2 separate regions of the Mus musculus genome follow, and region 2 is linked to region 1. A link is a contact called in public Hi-C data. All regions are on one chromosome and are shown on one strand. Each heading gives the region's core, a stretch centred on a gene start, on an enhancer-like site or on the middle of the called end of the contact. The rest is flanking DNA. Distances are from core to core; before and after follow the strand shown.

Region 1 (3,568 bases), core at 368-2,867:
GATAGATAGATAGATAGATAGATAGATAGATAGATAGATAGATAGATAGATAGATAGATAAAACTGTGTATACCTGCCCCATCTCTGTTAGGTTTTCTCATACAAACGACACACATTCCCTTTCCTCCAGTGAGTTAGTTCTGTTTACAGTAACTATCATAGGTCACAGTTGATGCTGACATTTGGAAGGACAGGTTGATCTTAAGATAGCCGAGAGGACTGATGATACAGAAGGATAACTGTTCTCCATTCTTCAGTAGTGGCAATGACAAATTAGAGTGTGTTTTAAAAATGTCTTAGAGACATTCCATAGGGTGGGGTGACATTGCTGCTTATCAGGGCCCTTGTATGTGCATAGATGGCATTATCCTTATCATATTCTACTTTTTTCAGCTTTCCATGGAGAGGAAAGGATCTCACTTTGTAACTTTCTGTTGCTTACTTTCCAGGTGGAAGAGGAAGCATATAAACAAAGAGAGTGAGTGAGTTACTCTTTCTACCCTGTATCTCACTTGTCTCATCAGTGACATTGATTTTATTTATTTCTTCAATGTCCTTCCTTGACATACTTTATGGGAATCCAGAAATTCTTTTCCTCTGTATTAATTAAATAAAACTATTCTCTATAGCCCAAATATCATCTGCATTACCACGAACTTTTAAAGTTTTTAAAATTAGGATGTAATTACAATTATCAGAACTAAACTTTCCCCTTTCCAACGCTCCTGTTTCCTTTACTCCCTCTCAAATTTATGACCTCTATTTATTTATTATTGTTACATATATAAATGCATAGATATATAAATACAATCTGCTGCATTCATTTTTCTTGTTCTATATACATGATTTCAGGGCTGGCCCTTTGTATGGCATAACCAATTAGGGGTTTATCTCTAGGAAAGACTAATTTTCTCTCTCAGCAGTAATTCCTGGTTGTCTAGGGTAGGGACCCCTACTGTGGAATATTTTCCATCCTCGTGACTATGTGTATTGATATTTTCATTGTTTGGGTTTTCTTTAGACAGGGTTATTATTGAAGTATCATGCTGTAGCATCCATGCTATTTCTGGGGGATACATTCTCAAAGTAGACTTCCTACTCCTCTGGCTCTTGAAATCTTTCTTCCTCTTCTTCTGCAGTGTTCCCTGAATCTTGGGTGCAGCAATTATTAAATACAACTATCTTCTATGAGTCAACTACAACATGCTGAATCTGCTTAGTTTTTCTCATAGGAAAAAGTTATTTCTAACTCAGAACACAATCCGGTACAAGTCTTCATTGCTGGGTGTCTCTCACATTGTGATCCAGGACCAAGCTTTCACTAATTTCTCAGTGTTTTCTCCATTACATCCATATAGAGGACCTTGAACAGAGGCTCACATGAGCATATGATGGTCTAATATGGTCATAGTGCACATGAATATTCATGCCTATTTTTATGGTATGATTACACAGCTATAACTTATACAGGAATCTTAAAATTGTAGTTAAGATATGCTTTAGGAAAGTAGAACAGGAAATCTGGTGAGTACTAGAATTGTCTTCCACACCATCCAATGTCAAAAGTCTCCATTCTTTGATCTTTATTGAGGAAGAGAAATCACCAAGTCACTGTAAGAAATCCGAGCAAGAGGGGATCCTGAAACTGACCACAGTATGACTAATACCTCCTCTAAATAACCTAGAGTGAAGATTTGGAGTACTAAATTGGAGGTTATTTGAAAGAAGACAGAGCTTTATACTGACAGGAAGGAGCAGCTTTCTGATAGTAAAGCATTCAGTAGCTGAACCACATAATTAGAGGTGACTGACAGGTGATCCATGTCATGCACACTGCCTCCCAGCCTGGAAAACTGCTGCTGCTGCTGTTGCTGCTGCTGCTGCTGCTGCTGCTGCTGCTGCTGCTGCTGCTGCTGCTGCTGCTGCTGCTGCTGCTTAGAGGTTGAACAAAATAGTACGAGTAGAATATCAAAGCGAGAGAAGTTGCATCCATGCTCATGTGTCCTCAAACAGATTTCTAGGCTTTAGGTGGTTGTGGTTAAAGGAAACAAACCAGAATTTGGAGATAAACAGTTTGGTGTTGCCAGTTGCCTAGTTTGAGGCCTTGAAAAAAAAACAATTCCATTTTTTTAAGTGCGGGTTTTCTCATCAATATATCAGTATAATGATGACACCTTTCTCACAGAATTACTGGAATGTGTAAACTGTATAAAAGTAACTGGCATAAAACTTGATGCGTTAGTTTTAATTTTCAACGTGCCACAATCTAAAGTCACCTGGGGAGAGTGTCTAAATGAAGGCTTATCTGATCAAGCTAGCCTGTGGACATGTCCCTGGGGATTGTGTTGGTTGCCTTAATTGATGTGGAAAGAACCAGCCCAGTTTGGGTGGCATCATTACCTGAATTTGAGTCCTAAATATGAAGTATTCATGTATTTATTTCTCTTTTGATTGTGGATGTGTTATGACCTTAGTTTCTTCTGCTTAACTTCCCTGAGCCCTTTCTCCCCTTAGTTACTTTTGGTCAGGGTATTTTGTCATAGCAACAGAAATGAAACTAGGATGCTTGGTATACAATAGATCCTCAACAGAAAGTCTCTCTTTAAATATATTATTAAATCAATTTGCAGTGGAGGGCCTGTTTCTTCAGCCTGTGCTCATCTTTCCAGGTCAACCAGGAGAAGTGGAGACAAAAAATAATGAAGTCAGAAAGTTAAAAGGTACAGAAAGAGAATCAAGTGAATTTGACTGTTATCCTAAAAATGACCTTTCCCAGTTAGCTTCAGCTATCAACTTCACACAGCTCAGAGTTATCTGAGATAGTCTCAATTTAGGGAATGCCTCAATCACAATGTCTTGTGGGAATGTCTAAGGAATATTTCTTGATTAGTAATTGATGTAAGAAGACCCATCTCACTGATCCTATCTGGAGGCTGGAGAGGCTAGGTGGTATACAAAAAGCTGGGCAAAATCTAAAGTCCAAATAAATAAGCAGCTTTCTTCCATGGTCTCTGCCTCTGCTCCTGGTTGAATTCACACCTCAACTTTCTTAATGGTGAGTTGTGAAATACTAAAGCATTTTCTCTCCAAGTCACTTTTTTTTTGTTTCCGGAGCTGAGGACCGAACCCAGGGCCTTGGGCTTGCTAGGCAAGCGCTCTACCACTGAACTAAATCCCCAACCCCTCCAAGTCACTTTTGACTGAGCTGCTTGCCACAGCGACAGAAAGCAAAATAGAATGAAAATTGGACCAAGAGGGAGGTGGACCTGATCTTGTTGTTTTGGGGACGATTTAGAAATTTGAGCAGGAAAAGATGATGATTGTCCAGAGTTTAATGGGCTGTTCTGTCAGAACTTGGGATATAAGAATGCAGTGAGGAATGCATACAGTGGGGGGTCTGCTGTGCGTGATGTTTCCAAAAGAAATGAAAATGTTATCAGGTGTGTGTGTGTGAGAGAGAGAGAGAGAGAGAGAGAGAGAGAGAGAGAGAGAGAGAGAGTGAGGGAGAGAGGGAGGGAGGGAGAGAGAGATCCAGAGTCTGTGGAAATGAAACATTTGCTTCAGTGGA
Region 2 (3,568 bases), core at 616-3,115, 330 kb after region 1:
CACAGACTGACTAACTGATGGGGATAATGAAAAGGGACATATGTGGAAAGGATTAAAGCAAAACTTACTTCTTAGAATAAGCACATGGGCTCTGATCTACTGCCACATTTCTCCAAGTCTGACAGTATGCCCAGATCACTAGGAATTTGTCAGGTACACAGTCTCACACTCCACCTCAATCTCCCTGGATTTGAACAACTAGAGAGTGAGGCCCTGCAATCTGGGTTCAAGGAAGCCCTGCAGATCATTCTGATACTGTAGTTTAGAAACCCACTGTCCTAAAGGACACACACAGAAACCTGTCTCCAAAATATCAAATAATGGAGTCAATCTATGCTGTCCTCCAAGTGTGTTCACCACAGAAACTGCATATACAGTATTACCTGTGCATATTGTTTTAAACTAAGAGTTAGATTAGGAGCAAAACCCAAGCCTTAACTATATATTTAACCAAAGCCCAAGTGATTCCATCAGAGAGGAGAGACAGGCCACCTCCTACCTCAATGAAAGGAGCCAGTCCAGACCTTACATAAAATTGGGGGTCAGTACATGTGGATACTTTACTTAACTAGTTAAAAACATTAAAATTTTTTCAGTTTCTTTGTCACTTTTGCCACACTTCCAGGGAATAATGGCCACATGTAGTTGGTCACTATTTTACTGGACAAGGCAGGTATTAAGAGAAATTTTCCATCATTACATGTATTTCTGTTAGATAGTACATATCATGGTTTACTCTAGCTTAAAACTCCTTGGGTCATAATTATAATTTAGTAGTGATTTCAATGATTCTTCACACGACAATAATTTCTCTAATAAAATATGAACTTCTGATAGCTTAAATGACACTGCAATCATCAAATTAGCTACAATTTAAGGAGGTCAGGTAGATGTTTGCATCTAAATATCACATTTAACAGCACTAGAAATTTCTGAAACTAGCTATGTATACTAGCTATGGGTCTATCAAGAATTCTTCGAAATGTCTGCTACTCTGCCATTTTATAATATACTAGATGACAGATGTCAAACATGTATTTGGGGATAGAGGAAAGTCATATAGACACTAAACATGTAGGCAATAAAATACACTGTGTATACATTTATATACCCTCTGGCCCTCCTTAAGGGCACCATACCAGAGCTACTTCCCTTATCCCGCACCATCCTTTCCTTTGCTCTCACAGCTTTATTGTTCTTCACTGTTCTTAGTCAAACTAATCCTCTTCAGTGACCTTTCTTTAAACAATCTCTCTTGGGTAATGGCACAGTAATGTTTTCATTCTATTTGACATCAGTATAGTTAACTCTATTTTTTTGTTTTGTTTTACATTCTCGTGTATTTTTGTTCCTTATATCCCTAATATACATGTATAAGGTGGTTTAGATTAGTTACCTTTCTGTTGCTGTGACAAAGCACCATAACCAAAGGCGACTTAAGGAAGGGAGAACTTACTTTGGCTTGTGATTCCAAAGGGACAGAGTCTATCACAGTGGGGAGGCAGGGCAGCAGGAACTGGAAGCTGAGAGATCACATCTTGAACCACAAACATGAGACAGAGCCAGAAAACAGGAAGTAGAATGAGGTGATGGATTCTCAAAGCACACCCGCCAGCAAGGTGCCCCAGCTCCCCAAAAAGCGCCAATACCTGGGAACCAAGTGGTCAAATGCCCTAGCCTATGGGGAAGACATCTTTCATTTCAACCACCACAGTGTCCCTAACCCCGCCCCCCAAATCCTATAACTTTGATCCTCCATGTATTTTAGGGGCATAAAGCAATTTGTCCAGAGACTTATTGACTAACAACATCATTTCCTCTTTAAATAAGGTAGAATGCTTTTAATCCCAAGATGTTGTGTTAACATTGCCCCTCATTAAACAAAATAGAAAAAAACACAGTTAAACCAGAACTAAAATGGGGGACATAGTCTCAGTTTTGTCACATAATCTGTATTTTTCCATCCACTCTCCTTAGAGCAGATGCTTAGCAAATACCTATAGAAATAATTTCTTAAAGAAATTTTAGTAAATCTAGAAGAGACTACTAGGTGGTGGTTGCACTATTTCAAATGTTACCCCCTCTCCTGGTTTCTTAGACAAAGAAGAAACAGGAAGTGAAAGCAACCACGGCCTCTTCTCACTTGGGAAATGATCAGCTCTGCCACATTGGGTAATCTGTCACAAGAGAGTACTATAGTTTTTAATTAGCTTATTTATTCTACATGTATAAATATTTTGCCTGAACATATGTCTGTGTACTACATCTGTGCCTGGCTCCCAGAGACATCCGGTTCCCCTAGAGCTGGAGATGCAGGTTGTTGTGAGCCAAGATGGAGATGCTAGAAACAAAACATGTCCTTGATAAGAGTGCCAGAGCCATCTCTCCAGGATAACTAGATTTAATTACAGACAAGACTGCACCCAGATGTTGTGGCCAAGGCATTGTGAGAAAGTGAGAGCTGACGTCTTCAATGATCTCCACACTACATCTCTGGTTCTGAAATATGAACTACCATTTGCAACTGTCACCAAGAAAAGTGTCTCGAGTTGCTGATGTTGCCCAAAGGCCTTTCCATTCGGACTTGATTCTTTTGTTGGGGAAGTCAGTTGGAGTAAGGGACAAAGTGAGCACTCAGGAGTAAAGAAATCCCACAAAGAACAAAGAATTTTCTTTCATCAGGAATTACCAACAGTTTGAATGAACTAGACATGTTTAGTCTGTTAAAGGGTTTTGGTGGTGCTGGTGGTATTTCAGTAGTAGAGTGCTTTCGGAGCATCAGTGTAACCTTGAGTTAAAGTCTCAGCATGCACACATACACACACAAACACACACACACACACACACACACACACACACACAAATTTAAATGATCTGTCCACATCTTGCCAAGGGGGTGGGGAATAGAAAAATATCTGTTTCTTTGTCAGCTTACAGGTAAAAGTTGTAGGTAGGTAGTCTGGTCTCAATTAAGAACCCTTTTTTGAGTCCCTGACTCATTTGCTAGGCTGGTCAGCTTTTACAGGAGCCTTGTTTGAGCAAATGTTTTGGCATTGTCAACTGGCAGAGCTCTTCTGACCCCTGGAGTAGCAGGTCTAGCCTGAGAGTCAGAGAATGTTCATCCATCCATGAGAAACCCATGGACACAGGTTAGAGGATTTCCAGAGCCTGGCTGTCACTCTCTTTTCTCACACCATTCCAGGGCTTCCACTTCTTTTGCCTGGCTAGTCGCCAGGGACTAAGTGGCCTGTCTAAGCAGACTGTCAGGATCACTTTCTAGGAACTCTAAGGCTTCTGAGCTGCACTGCTACCCAGTTCAGGCTCAAACTCCTCCCCTCAACCCCTCAACCCCTCAACCCAGGCCAAAGGTGCAAGCCAGGCAGCAGAGGTGTTTCTTTCAGGTTCTCCCACAGTGAGATCGGAGCTTCTTGGAAAAGAAGCAGGGATTGGGAAGGAGTACTACAGGGTTGGATGGGAAGCCAGAGAGTCAAGTATACCACACATTAACAGAAACATGTTTTTCTTAGAAACTAGCTGACTGAGAAAGCTAAACCAGCTATATAGGAAG

What was found. Hi-C and Micro-C count contacts between places; a contact is called where the count stands out from the background.
Region 2: a Hi-C map of bone marrow-derived macrophages shows a contact between it and region 1, with 2.4 times the contacts expected there. The contact joins two enhancer-like sites. A contact is called at or near these places in 4 of 484 Hi-C or Micro-C datasets (the C10 cell line, LSK cells, bone marrow-derived dendritic cells and 1 more).

The regions. Positions count from the first base shown.
Region 1 is chrX:59,691,599-59,695,166 of GRCm38.p6, forward strand. It overlaps Gm36631 (a long non-coding RNA gene), which reads left to right. Exons shown (of 4, transcript XR_878119.1): 4 at 450-480. Among named protein-coding and RNA genes, the nearest start is that of Gm36631, 100 kb to the left of the region's middle. Within about 2 kb of position 1,618, at least 6 of the 459 cell types and tissues checked have an H3K27ac peak or open chromatin away from gene starts, as enhancers often do. A contact at or near this core is called in bone marrow-derived macrophages, where this site is marked.
Region 2 is chrX:60,019,661-60,023,228 of GRCm38.p6, forward strand. All of the region lies in intron 6 of F9 (coagulation factor IX), which reads left to right. Among named protein-coding and RNA genes, the nearest start is that of F9, 22 kb to the left of the region's middle. Within about 2 kb of position 1,866, at least 14 of the 459 cell types and tissues checked have an H3K27ac peak or open chromatin away from gene starts, as enhancers often do. A contact at or near this core is called in bone marrow-derived macrophages, where this site is marked.